2 separate regions of the Sus scrofa genome follow, and region 1 is linked to region 2. Evidence: chromatin contacts called from public Hi-C data. All regions are on one chromosome and are shown on one strand. The core of a region is the stretch at or near the end of the contact, and the rest is flanking DNA. Distances in the headings are between cores, read along the strand shown.

What was found. Hi-C and Micro-C count contacts between places; a contact is called where the count stands out from the background.
Region 1: a Hi-C map of liver shows a contact between it and region 2, with 3 times the contacts expected there. The contact joins the promoter of SLC25A10 here to the promoter of MAFG in region 2. A contact is called at or near these places in 1 of 47 Hi-C or Micro-C datasets (liver) and 2 of 2 datasets of contacts at active chromatin or transcription factors (alveolar macrophages and skeletal muscle).

The regions. Positions count from the first base shown.
Region 1 is chr12:1,195,982-1,200,826 of Sscrofa11.1, reverse strand. It overlaps SLC25A10 (mitochondrial dicarboxylate carrier), which reads left to right and starts at 3,388. Exons shown (of 11, transcript XM_021066468.1): 1 at 3,388-3,644. The coding sequence starts at 3,552. MRPL12 (39S ribosomal protein L12, mitochondrial) reads left to right here. Exons shown (of 5, transcript XM_021066454.1): 5 at 1-369. The coding sequence ends at 86.
Region 2 is chr12:1,067,481-1,072,447 of Sscrofa11.1, reverse strand. MAFG (transcription factor MafG) reads right to left here and starts at 3,374. Exons shown (of 3, transcript XM_021066420.1): 1 at 3,300-3,374.

The DNA of each region.
Region 1 (4,845 bases), core at 2,139-4,638, 130 kb before region 2:
AAATCAAAGCCAACGTGCCCAAAGCTGAGGCTGAGAAGATCAAGGCGGCCCTGGAGGCGGTGGGCGGCACCGTGGTTCTGGAGTAGGCTTCCCGGAGGACCGTGCACAGGGGTCCGGCCCCCCCTCCCTCCCCGTGTGGGGCGCCACCTGCTCCCCGCCCAGTGCCCAGGCTCAGTGGACGGAGAGGCCTTGGAGCAGAACTGGCACCTGCAGCGCGTGGCCAGCTCCGTCCTGGGACAGACGGAAGGACCTCCTGAGATGGGGAGGGGGGCGGCCGCGCCTGGGCCCGCCGGTGGCAGGGCTCTGGAACCTTCCAGGTCACGCGCCCCCTGGTGGTCTGTGAGAAAAAAGCGTTGTTGAGGCGCTGAACGTGTGGCGTCGTGTGTCCGCCGGCCCTGCGTGCAGGAGCCGGGCCTCAGCATCGCCCTCTGCTTGGGGCGGCAGCTGCTGGTGGCTGGTGCCAGATCACCGGGAGCTGGGTGGAGTTGGGTGGGTGGTCGTGCGTCCCTGACCTCAAATGTCAGCAGTTCTAACAGCTGAGCCCCTGGCCCGGGCAGGCGGGAGCAGCAGGCCTGTGAGGCTGCGGGCGGGCGGGAGGACCCGCTTTGCTGCCCTGCATGTTGGAGCGGCTCCTGTGGGTCCCTTGGTCGGGGCTCAGGCAGCTGCGTCTCAAAGCAGAGCCCAGGGGAGGGAGCTGGTGGCCTCTGAGTCTGCAGGCCCTGCTTGTGCCCTCTGGCTCTAGGGACCCCTCTTTGTGCTCTAGAGCTCTGGGCAGCGCTGGAGGGCAGGGGACTGCTGGGTGTCATGGGGGGGGCAAGTTCCTGCCACCCATGGAACCCCACGCTCAGGCCTGGATCTTCCTTATGCCTGTGTGAAGGATGGGCTGCAAGGTCAGCTGTGTGGGACCAGAGTGGGGACTTTACATCCCTCTGGGTGGGATGGCTCAGGACAGGCCCAGGAACTGCCAGGCTGCCAGGTGGGTGGGGCCTAGGGGCTGCCCTCTGACCAGAGCCATCACCCAGCCTGGCCCGAGGGTTAGTGATTTACCAGGCAATCTGGGTGTGCCTTGGCCCCAGGTTTGGGGGCTGCAGGGAGTGGTCCCCTCTGAGTGACCTGCAAAGGCTGCTTAGACTCTGAGCCTCTCCTTGTCCCAAGGCAGTGGGGGTGGTGGCCGTGATCCTTCAAGGATGGGACCTTCTATTCAAGCTCCTATTACCGAGCTGGCTGCTGAAAGGTGGGGCGACCCCACCCGCCTTGCTCCCAGGGGACAACTTGCTGTCACACCCAGAGGTGCCACCCAGGCCCTGGGTCTTCCCTTCCCAGCAACCCTTGCCCTGCTCCAGCCTGCAGGTGGCCCTTAAGTGTCTCAGATCTGGAGGGGTGGGGGGATGCCTGGAGCCCACATGGCCTTCGGGCTTAGTGTTGGGAGGCATCTGGTGCAGGTCTGCACCCACCCAGGACCTCACAAGCTCTGGTGAGGTCTGAGTGGGAACTGGCCTTTGCCCCAGCTCAGGAAATGGTGGCAGAGGGAGGCCCAGAGCCGACCCACGTGCCTCTCACCCCCAGACGCCACTCCCTCCATTCCAGGGACCTTGGTGTCTGCCAGGCCACCCACGCTGCTTGCCTCTGCTCGGGCACCAAGAGGAAATGTAAACGCTGCTGAAGACACCAGGTCCTGCAGAGGGCGGGATCCCCTTGCCTGCCCACCCCACCCCCTCGCTCTTCTGCACGAGTCTAGGATCCACTTGAGGATTTGGCTGGGGTCTTTTGGAGTTTCTTGATGTATAATTTGCAAAATCTACCTTTTCCTAAAAAAGGGTGTTCCAGTCTTGGGCATTTTCCAAGGTTTCTTCTCCGTGCCCCGTCCTGCCCCCCCAACTTGGGGGCAGGTTCCTTCTGTGAGAAGCCAGCCCTGGCATCCTGGCCTGGACCCCTGCCTTCTGGGCAGTCGCGGAGACCCCAGGGCTCAAGGCTGCAGTCCCCTCCACTTCGCCGCTTTGCTCTGTGGTCAGGAGCCGCCCTGCTCGCAGACTGAACCTGACAGTGGGAAGCAGGGGGTGTGCCGGCCGCGGGCTCGGAGGCCACCCCTCCCACACCCTAACAGTTGAGTTTGTTGGCTCTGCTATCTGGGTGTGTTGAGCTGTTTGGGGACATTTTACATTTCCTCGTGGTGCTTCGGTGCAGGTCTCCCACCCTCTCCCTTCAGCCCCAGACTGCTGTGGGCCCTTTTTCTCGCTCCCGCTGTCCTTTCCCTAAGCACCCACGGGCCTGGCTGACTGCCCCTAGCCCCGCCCTGGCCTTTCTGGGCTGGAAATCTCAGCAGCCTCTATTCACGCCCCCAGCTGATGACCTTAGGGGTCAGAGTCCTGGGCTTGTCTCTGTAGGATCTAGGGGCTGCCTTAGAGGGAAGGTGGGGTCTGCCAACGACACTTAGAGACCCCTGGGTGCTCAGGGGCCAGGCTGGACTTGGCGCGTCGGCCCAGGGGACCAGTTGTTTCCCCGGTCCCCTCCCCTTCTCCGTTGGGGTGAAGGCTGCAGTGGCCGAGTTCGTCCTGCAGGACGCAGGTCCTGGCCTGGAGCGGGGCGCTCCAGTTCCGCTTCTTCAGCGATCCGTGCGGCCCCGCCCTCCGGTGGCCCTGGGTTCCACGGCCCGGCAGGTGTGCCTTTGGGCCGGCAGCACACCTGCACTGCCGGCTTGCTGGGGGTGCGCGGCTTCGGCAGGGGCCGGGAGCCGACAGGCAGGTTGCTGACAGCCACCTCCCCGCAGCCCGGGCCGCCTCAGGGTGGCTGCCTGGGGCCGTCTCGTCAGAGCGGGCCCGAGGCTGGACTTGGCTGCGAGTTCCGGGAGGGCGGGGGGCTCGGCGGCCAGTCTCGGCGCCGCCTTCGCCCCCGCCCCTGTTCTCGTGCTGTCTGTAGGAGATTTCCTGCCTCCAGCAGTTCCGCGTATCCCGGGGCGGACCCCCGGGGCCTGCCGGGCTGCGGCGAGATCACCAGGTGCAAGTTCAGGGGCGGGGCGCTTGCTGGAGGCCGGCCCCCCGGAGGGGTGGGGGCAGGCCGAGCGCCCGGGCCACTCAGGCCTTGACCTTCGCCGACGTGCCCTAGGCGCCGGGGTGGCCCGCGGGCTGCGGGAGTAGATTGGGGCCGGACGCAGGATCCTGGAGCGAGCGGGGCAGGCTCATCCGCAGGCTTCCTGCAGTCCGCGCGGCCCCCGCGCCCCGCGGAGGCCCTGCGAGGCCCCCCGCCCCGTCCGGCCTGCCGGGCCGCGGCCGCTTTAAGGCGCGGGGCCCGCCCCCGTCTCGGGGCGGGGTGTCCCTGGCCCCGCCCCCCGGCTCCCGCCCCCCGGCCGCGCGGGCGCATTGGCTGCGCCGGGGGCGGGCGGTCGGCTGTGCTTTAAACGGGCGGCGGGCGGCTGCGCGGAGCGGGCTGGGCCGGGCCGGGTCGAGTCCGTCCGGGGCGGAGCGGGGGCGAGGCGGCGTCCGGGCTTCTCGCGCCGGGGTCCGGGCCGAACGTCTGCACTCCGCGGCGGCCGCGGCGGCGGGGGCGTTCGGGCCATGGCGGCCGAGGCGCGCGTGTCGCGCTGGTACTTCGGAGGACTGGCGTCTTGCGGCGCCGCCTGCTGCACGCACCCACTGGACCTGCTCAAGGTGAGCGCGGCGAGGGCGGAGGGCCGGGCCGTCGCTCCGGGAGGCCCTGCGTGAAACGCCCGGCGGAGGTGCCCCGGGGCCCCCGCTGTGCTACCTGGTGACCTTGGGCTAGTCCCTTGGCCTCTCTGGCCCCCCTCCCCCAGTACTCTGGAGGCTTCGTTCCGCTGAGCGACGCGTTGAGGGGGCGGTTCCCTGGGAGCGCAGCTGCGGGCACTTAGGGTCGTGCCCAGGCGCCGCACGCGCCCGCCCCCCCCCCCCCGCCGCCCCAGGAGCTCGCGCCTCCTCTGCCTAGGGGTCCCGCGCACACACGGAGGGCGGCGAGGAGGGGCGTGGGCTGACCCCCCGGCGCTGGGCCGCTTCCTCCCGGGGGTGGGTGAGCACCTGAAAGCCTCGGTCCCACCTGGGTGCAGGTCCCGCCTGATGAGGGCCAGCAGTTCCCCCAGCAGTTCCTCCTTTGCTGTCTTTGTGGAAAATGCTCATGGGGCATTTTAAGAGGAAGACAGAGCCTCGTCGTCTCGGAGGGCAGGCCAGCCGCGGGAGGGTTGCCTTTTGCCCCTTTCTCGGCACAAGCAGCAAGAGTCGGGCCAGAGGCTCAAAGCATATTTTGGTCGCGGGACCCAGCTCCAGGGAGCCTGGGCTGTGGGCTTGTGGAGCCTCTGGGCCAGGGCAGCCACTTGGCCACCCCCTGCCTGTCCCCCCCCAGAGCAGCCTGTGCTCCACGCTGGCCCTCTGGAAGGAACGGCACCTGTGTCCTGGGCTGACGCAGTGCCATCCCTTAAGTTTCAGGCTTGCCACCAGGAGAGGCAGGATTAGCAGATGTTGGGGGCTGCGCTGCAGCTGGGAGTCCCTTGGCATCCGAGACCTGGCTCGCCTGGGCGAGCCCGTGCGGCTCCTGGTGGCCCCCGGCTTGTGAAGCGGTCTGGCGGGGCCCTTGGGCAGAGGTGGTTTAGGGCTGGTTTTGTTGTACTTTCTGAAAGATGCCGGCCGGGTCTCTGGGCCCCCGCCCTGGAAGGTCAGGGCCCCCCGGAGGGTCACGCTCACTGTCTGCCTGGCTCCCGGCCAGCCTAGAGTCCCTCGTCCATTGTCCCGGGGTCCTTTGAGGGTCACTGCCTTTTGCCCCACCCCCAGGTGCTGTTGTGTGGCGGACCATGGCCTGCCGGGCAGTGGGTGGCCTAAGTGGCCACAGGAATGTCCCGGCCTC
Region 2 (4,967 bases), core at 2,125-4,624:
CAGCACTGGTGGGAGTTCCCAACCCTCCAGGCGGCAGAGCCTCCAGCCAGAGGAGCCCTGCCCCAGGCCCTCCGCCCTCGGTCCACCTCTGCTGCTGATGGAGTAACCATCCGGTGGCTTTGGGTTGCAAGCTTTTGCGGCCCTGCCCCACCCCATCCCAGGTCTTTCACAAGTGCCCACAATCGGCCCCAGGGGCCTGCACAGCCCCCTCTGGCCCGACGGTTCTCGGCTCCCTATGTGGGGGCCACACTTCCAGGGCAGGAAACAAAAACCGGAGGGTCCCTCCTTCCCCCTCGCCCTGCCTCCCTTTCTGCAGCCCTGCCAAGAACCTGTTCACCCACCTAGTGCTGGGATTCCCGGCTCAGTCGGCCCCCTCGGCCCCCCACTCCCTCTGTGACTTCCAGGTTAGATGCAGGGAGGTAAATGGGGGCAAACAAGGACGGCAGCGCCCTCCTGCAGAAGCCACCAGCCCTCCAGGCAACGTGGGGCGGCAGGGTGGGCTGGGAGGTGGAGGCACACGCTCACCCAGGGTAGAGACAGCTCCTCACCCGGCCCTGAGCCAGGAGGCTGCAGACGGGAGGCCAGAGGCCCCAGCCCCGCTGTCCTACCAGGGGTAGAGGAGCTGGAGGCCAGAGGTCCCCACGCCTACGCTGGGAGCCAGGCCCGCAAGACACAGTCAGAGGGGCACCCCCAGCCTCCGGCCCCGGTACCAGGTCACCGCACTGGCCCTACGACTGTCAGCCCGAAGGAAAAGCCTCGGCACCAGCTTTTCTCATCCACCCCCTTCCCTCCAGACTTGAATGCTGAGCCCACGGTGACTTCCTGAAGAATCACCCAGAAAAGTGCCGAGCGTGGCGGCTGGGAGCCGAAAAGTGCCTCCTCGACAGATTTCCCGGCGCAGAAGCCCTGAACTCAGCACAAGTGCAGCCAATCGCCTCCTAATCAAAGGTGTGCGCGCTCGGCTGGGGGAGGGGGTCTCGGCGAGGCCTGCCTTCCGGCCTCCTGGCCTGGTCTCCGCTACCTGGGGCCTCACAGTTCCAGGACGAGACACCCTGTGGGCCTGGGTTGGGACCGAGGTCTCAGGGCACCTCTAGAAGCCGGAGGAAGGGGATCCCCGAGGCCGTTTCAAGGAGACGCTGCCTCCCTGCAGCCCTCCTCCTGCCTCTGCTCCCCCAGAGGCTGAGCCCACTTCGGGGAGGAGGCAGGGGTGGTCCCCAGAGTGCATACCCACCAAGGTACCCAGGCCTAGCCACTCAAGCTGAGAGCCGGCCAGGAAGGAGAGAGGGCCCCCTCCCCCTCCCCTGGGCTCAAACTCCAGGGCATGGACACTGGGCAGGAGGCCAGCTCGCTCCTGCTTCTCCTGTCCTACAAACCGCAGTGGCCAAACCTCCCCGGCAGGCGTGGCCCCGGTCATCCTGGCACCCCCCCCAGCCCGCTACACTCACCCTGCCCTTCGGACCCATTTCCCCAGAAGCCCTCTGAAAAGTGTCTCAAACTTCATTCCCACCAAACGCAAGTAGCTGAGAAGATTTAAAGAAATACCACTCTAGGAATCTGCATTTTCATAAAACTCCAGCCAAAAGATCAGCTGGTGGGAGTTCCCTGGTGGTCTGGTGCTTAGCACTCGGCACTTTTACTGCTGCGGCCTGGGTTCCATCCCTTTTCTGGGAATTGAGATCCCACTTCAAGCCACTGCATGCTGTGGCCAGGAAAAAAAAAAAAAAAAAAAAGATCAGCTGGCATCTGTATGCCCAGGGCTGGGGTGAAGGGGAGCGGAAGTAATGCCTGAGGACAAAGCACAAGGTCAGCCTTACCTAGCCTTGAACCCCTGGGCAAAAGGATCAGCTCTGGTCTAGAGGAAAGACCCCCACTCCCACCCCCGCCCCTGGAGACCAGGAACCACCCATTCACTTAGGAAGGTGGCTCAGGCCACACGACCCTCAGGCTGGAGTTCCCTCCCCAGGAGTCCCCACCACCACCCCATCAGGACCACCTTCTTTGTTAAGCTGCACAACCCTGAGCCCAACCAGAACAATCCGGGGTGACTGAGATTCTTCAGCCCATGCCGTCCACCCCAGTCCAGTGCCCTGAAGGTGGGTGCCCTCCAAGCTACCGCCACCCACAGCCTCGAGCCAGACCCCACGGCGGGCTGTGAAGAGAGGCAGGGCCTGCTCACCAGACACCAACTCCCCTGAAGTCTAAGTCCTGCTGCTTCCTCTCATTGGCAATTTCCTGGTAGAGCTGCACCTACATGCCCCCTGCCCTGTCCACTGTTACCCAGAAACCGGGTACAGGCACCCCTCTTTCTCCCACTGTCTCCCCATCTTCCCCGCCCAGAGGCTGCCCAGCCTGGCCAACCAGACCAGTCATAAGGAAAGCCGGCTTCCCAGCCCGCAAGCACAGCCCCCCTAAGCTCCTCCCTCTTCTCACTCAGAGAACTATTTCCCAGTTTGGGGAACTGTCCCAGACGCGGGTCAGGGACCAGCAGCCTGAGAAAAGCCTGCCGGGGAGGGGATGGACGGACCAGGGTCTTCACCCTCTACCCCAGAATAATAAGAATAGCGGTCCCTCCATTTACTCACCCCCCAAACCTTCAACACGCACATCAGCCCGAACTTAAGCAGGCACCCCAGCCTGGGGCCTAGCCCCTTCCCACTCCCTGGTTTAGCTCTCACCTCTCGCTTCCAGCCTCTCGAGCCCCTCGCTCAAATCCCCCCAGGCATCAGGACAAGCATCGAGTGACCTCATGCTGATGACTCAGCAAGTCTCCCTCTGGGCTCTGGCACGAGTGTGACAGAGCGAAGTCGGCGCGGGGAGGGTCTTCCTAGCCACCCCCCACGTGCCGCCCCCTTCCCCCCGGCCTCCAAGGACCCCCGCGTCCGAGAGGCGTTAACACAGACACCTGATGAATCAGCAGCTCAGGCTGGGACGGCCAGGCTCTTCCGCGGAGCCCTGGGCTCCCCGATCGACCCCACCCTTTCCTCCCGCCACCCCGGCCGCCCCTCCCTCCAGGACGCCCCGGCCCAGCAAGCCAGCCCGCGCAAGCCCCGCCCCGCCCCTGTGGGCACCCCCGCGCCCACCCGAGCACCCCAGGCGCAAGGGCAGGAAGCCGCTTCTGACTAGTGGGGAAATCGAGGCACGGGCCGCCAGCAGGGCGCGGGGCAGAGCCGAAGCTCGGAGCGTCCGGCCCGCGCCGCCCCGGACGCCCGAAGGAGCCGAGGCCCCGCGGAAGCCCGCCCTCGGCCCGGAGCCCCCAGCTGCCCCGCGCCCTGCCCCGGCCCGGCCGCCGCCGCACTCACCCACCACACTGCGGGCCCGGCGGGCCGAGGCTGGGGCGGGGCGGGGCGGGCACTCCGAGGCCGCGCGGGAGTGGGCCGCGCGGGGGCTCCGGGCCCGGGGTAGGGGCTCGCCGCCTGCGCGGGCCGGTCCGAGCGCGCTTGGAAGGCCGGGCCGGACCAGGCTCGGGGCTCGGGATCCGCCGCCGCCGCCGCCGCCGCCGGCCGCCGCCGCCGCCGCCGCCGCCCGCCGCCGCTCCTCAGACGTCACATGATGTTTGGTCACGTGGGCTCCATTCATGAAGCGGCGACGCGACCGGCTGGGGCTTAAAGGGGAAGGCGCGGCGGCGGCGACGGCGGCGGCGGGCGGCAGAGCGCGCCGGCACTGCGCCTGCGCGCCGGGCGCCGTCGCCCTGGCAACGCGCGCCGCGCCCGATGGGTGAGGTCTCGCGGGACTGGCCCGGGCGCGCGCTCCCTGTCCGGCCACGCCCCCTTTGAGGCGGGGCCTCGTGGTCCTCTGAAGCTCTCCTGAGGCTTGTGCGCAGACGTTGCAAAGGCCACGTGTCCGGTTTTCTGTTGCGGATCCGAGGTCCGTACGCATTATGGAGAAGGTCCTCATGGTGTTTCTGTTACTCCCCGGCAGGCTCTGCATGCCTTGCCTCCGTAATTGCGGAGCGGGCCTCAGCCTTGCCAGGAACAGCTGTCTGGTTCACAGGAGACCCACAGGCTCAGGGAGGCGAAGGGTTTGTCCGAAGCTCAAGGCCGCCTCCAAGGCTTCTGAGTAGTGTGGTCTGTCTTCACCCAGCATCCCGAGACCTCACATGAGGGACCGGGCTCAGGCGGCTCCTAGAACCCGTCTGGCTCAGAGTGGGTGCGGTGAATGTGGGCATCAGTAAGCATCTGTTGAATTCATAGTTGATGTAGGGGGTGCGCCTTTCCTTTCTGTTTCACCAGCGTCTGCCCCGAGCTTAGGTCCCCGTCCATGGACCCATGGACCCTTACAGAAAGTTTCTACACTTTCTGTAAGGACTTCTCACTTCTGTTCAAAATCCCCAGAGAAAGAGGTCTGGAAAGGAAGAAGGGAAACTGAAGGGACCCAATTCTACTTCCAGATTCTGGACGTCTCTTCTCAGGTGTGAGGTCAGGAAGGGTCGCGCCCCCCCCCACCAGACAGGTCAGTGAGATCAGATGAGCTGAAAGAGGGAGGAGCCAGGGACGAGGGCAGGATCCTTATGGGAATTCAGTGCCACTGAAGGAACGACAAAGGCCACCCAGGTGGCCCCTAGAGCCTTGGAGCATCAAGGTGTCAGAAACCCTCCCTGCCAGACTCCAGTAGCTTCCCTCTGAATCCCAAAGCACTCTGTCACCTTTTGCTTGGCAGGGCTGCATGTAGTGGTCTTATCATCTGGGCTCTTGAGGACAGGGTGTGTCCTCCAGCACGGAGCCAGTCTCAGAGTATAGGGCCTGACTTGTCAGGCCCTCAATTCGAGGTACTAAACCACAAAGACTTGCCCCTGAGGGCAAGAAAGAGTTCCTTTTGGCTCGGTCTCCTCTGGTGTCATCACCAGCTGCCAGCTCCTTCTCCTGGCCCCACTCGGCAGGCACATGGCATCTGAACTGTCCTGCTATGAGCACACAGTCCATGCAGCAGGGCTTTGGCGGGCAACATGGGGCTATGGCAGTTTCCATCTG